Linked DNA regions of Mus musculus: region 1 is linked to region 2. Evidence: chromatin contacts called from public HiChIP or PLAC-seq data. All regions are on one chromosome and are shown on one strand. Each heading gives the region's core, a stretch centred on a gene start, on an enhancer-like site or on the middle of the called end of the contact. The rest is flanking DNA. Distances are from core to core; before and after follow the strand shown.

Evidence for each region. HiChIP or PLAC-seq counts read pairs in DNA pulled down with a chosen protein or histone mark.
Region 1: a contact with region 2 is called in a Foxp3 HiChIP or PLAC-seq map of regulatory T cells, with 16 times the contacts expected there. The contact joins two enhancer-like sites. A contact is called at or near these places in 5 of 484 Hi-C or Micro-C datasets (CD4 T cells, CD8 T cells, the P5424 cell line and 1 more) and 3 of 115 datasets of contacts at active chromatin or transcription factors (CD8 T cells and regulatory T cells).

What each region holds. Positions count from the first base shown.
Region 1 is chr9:33,093,188-33,097,618 of GRCm38.p6, forward strand. No RefSeq gene overlaps it. Among named protein-coding and RNA genes, the nearest start is that of Gm27166, 64 kb to the left of the region's middle. Within about 2 kb of position 2,659, at least 5 of the 459 cell types and tissues checked have an H3K27ac peak or open chromatin away from gene starts, as enhancers often do. A contact at or near this core is called in CD8 T cells, the P5424 cell line and regulatory T cells, where this site is marked.
Region 2 is chr9:32,484,996-32,489,463 of GRCm38.p6, forward strand. The region is part of intron 1 of Fli1 (Friend leukemia integration 1); the gene reads right to left. Among named protein-coding and RNA genes, the nearest start is that of Gm22060, 40 kb to the left of the region's middle. Within about 2 kb of position 3,101, at least 19 of the 459 cell types and tissues checked have an H3K27ac peak or open chromatin away from gene starts, as enhancers often do. A contact at or near this core is called in CD8 T cells, the P5424 cell line and regulatory T cells, where this site is marked.

The DNA.
Region 1 (4,431 bases), core at 1,409-3,908, 610 kb after region 2:
ATATTTGATACAGGTCTTTCTTCTTCTTCCTTCTTTCTTCCTTCTTCTTCTTCTTCTTCTTCTTCTTCTTCTTCTTCTTCTTCTTCTTCTTCTTCTTCTTCTTCTTCTTCTTCTTCTTCTTCTTCTTCTTTTTCTTCTTCAGTTAAAATGCTTGTGGTAGCTTTCTAATGCCTGGGTTAGCTCTGATGTCAGCTTCTCTACAAGATAAATACCAAACCATCATTTGCTTAATCCAGGAGGGAATTGAGTTTTATTTATAATATGCTCCAGGCAAGATTTCCAGATATTAAATGTATTTTTCTCCACATGGAGAGACAGGGGCATTGGCTCCTTCTGTCATGGACTTGTCCTTGGCTTTGAAGTTTTCTGTAATCCAGGTATCTACCAGTAGAGCCATTCCATCTGGCTTCAAAATCACACAAAGGAACCACACCCACTTTTTATCATAAGGAAGTAAGCATATGGCCTAATCCACAGGAATGATGAAAATGTAGCCCTGACTACCGAGCCCATTTTGAGAGGAGCTCTGAACTGGGAACTTGTGTTTAGCTGTCTTAAAGACAAACTTCTTTTCATTCTTCTTTATTCCCTTCTCCGCCATTTTTCTACCCCTTCCTCTTTTCGGCAAAGATTGGGCTGGCCTGAGACTTGCTTAATAGTCTATTTATAATGTACTTCTTATGTGGGTTCTTAATTTTCTGTTTCTAAACCATGTTTCTCATTTTGGTAATTAAAATTCTTGATGAACAGTCACACCTGTTATGCAATAGCACAATCTTTTATATAGTACATCACCTATCTTGAATATATTCTGTTCCTATTAAATATGTTTCATGTCCTTTACAATAAATATTATTTTTATGCTAAATTCCCCTAAAGTGGCCGAATATTGCCCTCTTCTCCCCTATGATGACTCCTTGAAACAAATATATAAGTAGACTCTTATTTTGAAGAATTGGCACAGTGCTTTGTGTAACATTTGCTCCTCAAACATGTTTGGAATAATTACAAGGTTCCAAACATGGCAAATGCTTTGGTGAAAGAAATGAAAATCCTTCAGTCTCTAACCAGGAGGAATTTGGTCAAGACTGACAAGAAAATCAAAAGGCTTAGGGACTTTTACATGTTGACATGACCATGAAGAAGCGGATAATATTTACACAGAATGAGCAGAGCCAGCATCGAGGGCAAGCAGTATGAGATCACTCACTTTATTGCTTGATCTGCTGAGATGATCTCAACGCAGAAGCCACTCTTAATGGCAACAACATTACTATTAATTAAAGTAAGTTTTATAGCACAATGCTTTATCCAGCATTGTCATTCAGGTCATGTGGTTTGCCCCCCCCCAAATGAATTTATGAAATTCCTAGGCAAATGGATGGACCTGGAGGGTATCATCCTGAGTGAAGTAACCCAATCACAAAGGAACTCGCACAATATGTACTCACTGATAAGTGGATATTAGCCCAGAAACTTAGGATACCCAAGATATAAGATACAACTTGCCAAACGCATGAAATTCAAGAAGAACGAAGACCAAAGTGTGGACACTTTACCCTTTCTTAGAAATGGGAACAAAACACCCATGGAAGGAGTTACAGAGACAAAATTTGGAGCTGTGACGAAAGGATGGACCATCTAGTGATTGCCATATGCAGGGATCCATCCCATAATCAGCTTCCAAATGCTGACACCATTGCATACACTAGCAAGATTTTGCTGAAACGACCCAGATATAGCTGTCTCTTGTGAGACTATGCTGGGGCCTAGCAAACACAGAAGTGGATGATCACAATCAGCTATTGGATGGGTCACACGGCCCCCAATGGAGGAGCTAGAGAAATTACCCAAGGAGCTAAAGGGAACTGCAACCCTATAGGTGGAACAACAATATGAACTAACCAGTACCCGGAAGCTTTTGTCTTTAGCTGCATATGTATCAAAAGATGGCCTAGTCGGCCATCACTGCAAAGAGAGGCCCATTGGACTTGCAAACTTTATATGCCCCAGTACAGGGGAACGCCAGGGCCAAAAAGGGGGAGTGGGTGGGTAGGGGGTTGGGGGGGTGGGTATGGGGGACCTTTGGGATAGCATTGAAAATGTAAACGAGAAAAATACCTAATTAAAAAAAAACTTTTACTCATTTTGATTCTGAAAGATTGTGAGCATATTTGCCAACAGTATAAAAAAAGAAAGAAAGAAAGAAAGAAAGAAAGAAAGAAAGAAAGAAAGAAACCATAGTGCTTGTCTATAAGGAGTTTTGAATTATTGTATTGTGCACCTTTAATTTCTTCCAGTTTTGAAAAGCGAGTCAATGGCAAACCCCTTGGGTTGAATGCACTTTGTGCCCCAGAGTATTGAAACAGTGGATGGGCAGAGTGTACTTTATACAGTTGCATGTAACAGTTTAAACCTATGGCTAGGAAGCTATTGCCAAGTTGCTTTTCCCATGGATGTGCTAACTTGTACTCTGATTATATATTTCTCTGGTGATCTCCAAACATTCAGATTTGAATTAGGGTCCTAACAGACAGACTAGCTTTTCTTGAGGCTGTCATGAACTCTAATTGAGGTAAAGATCTTTGCTAGTGAAGAGCTCACAACCAAAAGCCTTGTACTTGACCATCCTGCCTGTGAGGGAACTATATTAAATTTGAGCAGTGTTACAGCGACACCTGCCGGACTTTCTCTAACTAGCAAGTGCAATTCCAGCAGATCAGGGTTCTGTGTAATCACAAATATTTCTCACACATATGAGAAGTAAAGTAATTTTCCATGAAAACAAAATCAAACGGTTATCTCTCCTTCAGTATATGAAATAAGGCTTTTCCTGAGGTAAGAAGAATTAACATTGAGCACTCAATTTAACACAAAGACAAGATTAAAATAATGTCTTTATCTCCCATCCAGAAGTTAAGTAGTATCATGGTATTTTGGTTATGTAATCACACCACAGTCTGTAAATATGAGTGCATTTACACAAGCACCTGAAGAACAATTTTAAAATCATTCTTTTTGGCTCAAAAATAAATGTCAAATTCTCAGTTCATTGAGGCTGCTGGGGAGAATGCTCACTTTAGAGATCTGCTTATCCAGAATATGGTTGCTACTTCTTTGTCTCACTTCTCCTCCTCTCCTCTCCTCTCCTCTCCTCTCCTCTCCTCTCCTCTCCTCTCCTCTCCTCTCCTCCCCTCCCCTCCCCTCCCCTCCTCTCCTCTTCTCTTCACGTCTTCTATCTCACAGTTTCTTTTCAATGCTCCCCCCTACACACACACAGGGCAAGCTGCAGTGCATAGCAGCAATATCGTGGATTCCTTAAAAGCTTTGCAGTTGAGCTGAAACCCATATTTCAGATGAGTCTCAAAGTCATCAGATTCAAGCTTGTCACATTTTCTGAACACAAAATTCCAGACATGTTTTATTCACTATCTGTTTGCATCGTTGAGGTAAACATCTCCAACTCATTTCGAAGTTGGGAGATAGCCAAGAAGTCTCAACCCATCATTTCTAGATGTTTTGTTGTATGCTTTGATTCCTCCTTTGGTCAGGTATCTCATTGCTTCATAGCCCCTCTAAACACTAGGCTCAGTTGCTCATGAGAGCACCCTCCCCTACTGACATTTGAAACACTGGACCTCTCATTCATTTTTTAGTTGTATGATGTGAGCTCTAAACCATTCTTCAGTTTGCATAAGGAAAGAGGCTGAGAAACCTAGGCATGTGGTGTGGCATGGCAGGCTGCTGGCCTGCTTGGTGCTCTAGTATCTATAGTCTACCTCGGCAGCACTGTGATTCACTGATGCTAAGGAATAAAAAGACATCGGTCTGACTTCCATGATGAAAGCCTCAAGCTTGGCTCTTACACTGATTCCCAGGTAGTTTTGGACAGTGTCTGTCCCTCCTTGTTTTGTTTTGTGTTTGAAGGAAGATAATGTCTTTAATTAACCTACTGTTTATAAAGAATTTCATATGAGCATTGTGTTTAATACCCTGCCCTCAATGTGTGCACAACTCTACCCTACTGTGCTCAATCTAAAAATTATGGCTTCTTTTTATTTTCTTTAAACATATTCATATACATATATTTCAGTAGAACATGTGTACACACATAAGCCATTGATACCATTTAGTGTAATGCTATCATATAGATATAGAGATAGAGATAGAGATAGAGAGATATAGGACATATGACATATATAGGATATATGATATACGACATACGATATATGATATATGTTTTTAGGGCTAACCACTTGGTATTAGATAAGCAACTATGGGCTTCAATCCAGGGAAGACTGATTCTTTCTCTCTTTAGCAGTCATTGCCTGTGGATCTTCATCTAGGAGTGGGACCTTGTGAGACTTCCCTCACCCACATAGGCATGCCACCTATTGTTGTCCCTGTGTTGGTCAACTTTAGGCAATCACA
Region 2 (4,468 bases), core at 1,851-4,350:
CAACTTTTCTCATTTCTGTTACCAAAATACCTGGCAGGAGGCAAATTAAAGAGGGAAGTGTTTGTGTTGATTTGTAGTTTAAGGTGATCCCATCCATCATCCTGGGCAGGGTATGGTGGCAGTAGAAATGAGGTGGCTGGTCACACTGCATTCATGGTCACGTTGCCAAGAAAGACAAATGCTAGCATCCAGGTCGCTTTCTCCAGTCGGATCCCGGCCCGTGAGATGGTGCTATTCATATTCAAGTTAAAGCATTTTTCATCAGTCAGACCTTTTCAGAAATATCTCCACAGACTCACCCCGAGACACACGCCCATGGTGACTATAAATCATCCAAATTACAATGCAAGTTAACCATTATACCCCTGAAGCCCGATGGAATTTCATGGTTGCGTCAACAAATTCAGGGTCATAGAAGTTCTCTTGCTTGACCTCAGAGGCTAGATGATAAAAAGTACTAATGCCTCCACCCACTTCATATTAGTCCTTACAAATCAGCATCATGTTATGAGGAAGTCCAAAGAAGTTACTAAATCTGCATGGAAAGGACCACATGCACACACAGAGAGGACCTACGGTCATCAGCCACCAGCCACCAGCCAGAACTGACCTCCAGATTATAACAGCAAACCATTAAATAGAGTGGATGGGGGCCACTGTAGTTCGTTCAAGCCTAGGCTATAGGTGTGAGCCACCACACATGGCTATTTAACCTTTCTAACTTAAAAGTGTGAGCCAGGTAGTGGTGATGCACACCTTTAACCCCAACACTTGGAAACCAGAAGCTGAAGGACCTCTGTGAGTTTGGGACTCATTTGTGTGTGTGTGTGTGTGTGTGTGTGTGTGTGTGTGTGTGTGTGTGTGTGTGTGCTAGAAAATCCATACTCAAAGGGTGATTGAAAATCCCTTGACTGTGGTTTTTACCAGGATGGACCAGATGGAGAAACTGAGGCACAGAGAATAACTATTCCAGGTTCACACAGTGAAAGGGAATCAATGTTGGGATAAACTCCTCTAACCACTATATTGTAGAATTACTCTCTGGAAAGGACAACACAATGGACATCAGGTGACAACAGCTGTTGTAGCTCAGAAACACAGTCCTCACCTAGGTTAGTAAAACCCTATGTTCATCTCCGGTGCCATAAAGCCAAGCACCAAACAGACAAGGACCATTTTTTGTTTGTTTGTTTGTTTGTTTGTTTGGTTGGTTGGTTGGTTGGTTGGCTGGTTGGTTGGTTGGTTGGTTGGTTGGTTGGTGGGTTGGTTGGTTTGGTTTTTCAAGACAGAGACTCTCTCTGTAGCCCTGGCTGTCCTGGAACTTGTAGAGCAGTCTGGCCTTAAACTCACAGAGATCCTTCGACTTCTGATTCCCAAGTGTTGGGATTAAAGGTGTGTACTCCCCCACCCCCGACTCCCCCAACTCACACTTTTAAACTAGACAGGTTAAATAGCCAGGCCTGGTGGCTCACACCTGTAGCCTAACGCTTGGGGATGCTTAAGGCTAGACAGATCCAGAGTTTGAGGACCCAGTCTAGGTTACTTAGCAAGATCTGTGTCAAAAAGTAAAGCTAGAATAACTATTGTTTGATGTTCCCAAGACAATTTTGTAACCATAACCCTTTAAAATGTAAGTTGGGTCCTCATGCTACCAAGACGGAAACCAAACCTTAAAGAGACCCAGGACTTGCCTGGGGTTCCTCAGCTCCAGAATGACAACTCCAGTTGACTGACTGCAGGGATCATACGCTCTGCAGCCATTTTCAGTTTGTCCCCTCTAATCTCAGGCTGCACACACACAGGCAGACCCTTCTCAGAGCCCTGGGAAGCCTGGCTTGCCCTAGTCATTTCCTTGGTCACCAAACTCCCTTTTGAGACTGCTCTCTCTGCTAAGAGGATGTGTCCCCTGATGATCTGCCTGTAGGAATGGTTCACAGTCACTCTTGTAGAAGTGGATTAGTCACAGGGGCACCCAGTTCAGGCCCTCTTCCTCCCAAGTACTTATCTCTCTGGCTCACCCTCTCTTTTCTTCTCTACTCTCCTTCTTTCTTCTGTTTCTCTCTTCTGCCACTTAGGACATAATATCAGCACAAGGCCCCCTCTCCAGTTCATGCCCTTTGGCATCTTCCAGTCTGCAGAACCCATAAGGCCAACTTTTTTTTTTTTTTTAGCACAGCCAGCCTGTGGCATTGTGCTAGAGCAGCACAAAACATCCAAAGACACCATCCCTGTCTCAAATTGCCACTTGCTGGGGAGGCAGCTTCTGCAGTGGATGGTCCAGAGAGGGGTGCTCCCCTGATTGCAGTGACAGTGGGATTCCTTGCATATGAAAGGATTTCATTGGGATTAACAAATTAGGATGATGGGCCTAAGTGGGTTCAAAGGACAGGATCTCTGTGACCTCTCAGGGGATGCTACACACCAGGATCCAGAGCCCAGGCCTCTTCTAACTGTGCCTCCAGTCAGCTGCTTCTCCATCTCTCTCTGGGCTTGTGTGTGTCTTTGCCTGTTGACTTTGAGTCCTCGCCATTACTTTTTGACTGCAACCACATTTAAAGGGCATTGCTAAAGATCAAAGTTAAACTCTCCTCCCACAGAGCATGATCATACTGCTGAATGTGGAAACTCACAGGATGGGGGATTCTAGACCTGTCTGTGTCCCAAGAAGAGAATGTTTTGCGCTACGGTTTTACTTTCTGTTTCTCTCTCTCTCTCTCTCTCTCTCTCTCTCTCTCTCTCTCTCTCTCTCTCTCTCTCTCTCACACACACACACACACACACACACACACACACGGAGGTTGATGCTAGATATCCTTCTTGATCACTCTCATTTTTTTATTGAAATTTTTTCATGAAGTATGTTTTGATCATATTACTTGCCCTTCCCTCTCTTTTTGATCTGGCACTCATCACTTTGGCAAGACTGGTTGGCTGGTGAGTTCCAGGAATCCTCCTGTCTCTGTGTTTCTAGAGTTAGGGCTATAGACAAAGGCCTCCTCATCTGGTTTTTATGTGGGCGTTGCGGACCTGAACTCGGGTCCTCATGCCTGCACAGTAATTCAGGTATTGACTAAGCAATCTCCTTAGTCCCTGCTTTCTGTTTCACCTCGATGAATCTGACCTCGCAGAAGTCTGCCTTTTTAAGAAGGCAGTGGAGACACTGGGGTTGATAGAGCTCTGTTGCACTTAAATCAGTGGTCTTCAGCCTTCCCAATGCTGCAACCCTTTAATATAATCCCTCATTTTGTGGAGACCCCCCAACCATAAAATGACTTTTGTTGCTACTTCATTACTGTAATTTTACTACTCTTCTGAGTTATAATGTAAATATCTGAATTTCCCAATGATCTTAGACAACCTCAAAAGGAGTCATGAACTCATAGGTTGAGATCCACTGGCTATGTCCTCCCATCTGACCACCAGGCGACAATCTCTCCAGATAACAAAACTGGAGGTGATCTAAGGTGGACCTCCATGGTGCCGTGGGACTGGGCAGGATGAAGGCAGGCTGTTGACTGACTGGGGTTAGGAACTTTGAACTGTTCTTCCCTGTTCTGCCAGGCCTGATACCGGGCAGGATTAAAAGCCTGAGTGCTACAGGAGGAAATAATAAAAGAGAATTCTCAGTTAAGAGGGCAGAATTGGGTCCCACAGGCAAGTTTGGCTCAGGTGAGTTGTACTTGGGAGGTTGCTGACACACAGTAGAAGATGTGATTTCTGTCTTGCTGTTGGGCTTTGTCCTGCCTGTTTTCTCCAGATGGCAGTAGCAGTCATATGAAATACCAGAGAACTGGTTGTTTGTCTCCCCCAAAGCCCAATCAAGACCTGAAGAGATAACAGAAGACTCTGAAGATGGGAGGAGAGAAGGAGGCAGTGTAGACCTGCCAGCCTGCTCTCTCCTCAGGGGCAGAGGCTTGTTCATCAGGGGATAACATGCTTGCTGCCAGTTTGCTTAAACATTGAGGAGAGGAGATAGGATAGGTGGCTGGAACTCTGGGGTATTGCTTTGACTCCTAGGGCCACAAAAACTTTCTTTTTATTTCCTCATATACTGATTCTGATCTAATCAAGAGAAAAGCAATGTCAGCCTTCCAGATCCTTTCCTCCTTCCTTTGCTTGAACACTTCTCAGGATCTAGTAGGTATACAATCTGTTATTCTGAGGAATAAAAACCCCAGAGCATGATGGGAAAGGCAGAAATCCTTGCCTCCCTCTCCTTCTCCCTCTTTCCCTCCTCTTCACCAACACCTCTACCACTAACTGACATCTTCTTTCCGCACTGCAGCATTTTTGGAGAAGCTTTGACCTTTGCTCTCCATCCCAGCCTGGTCCTCTTTTAAAACAAGCCACATCCGTTGGCTATTTCTAATGCAAAGCCACTGAGCACTCTTTTTTTTTTTTTTTGCCACTGAGCACTCTTGTCAAACAATCACTGGAGGTCTTTTTCTTAGAAACTACAACCTGAACC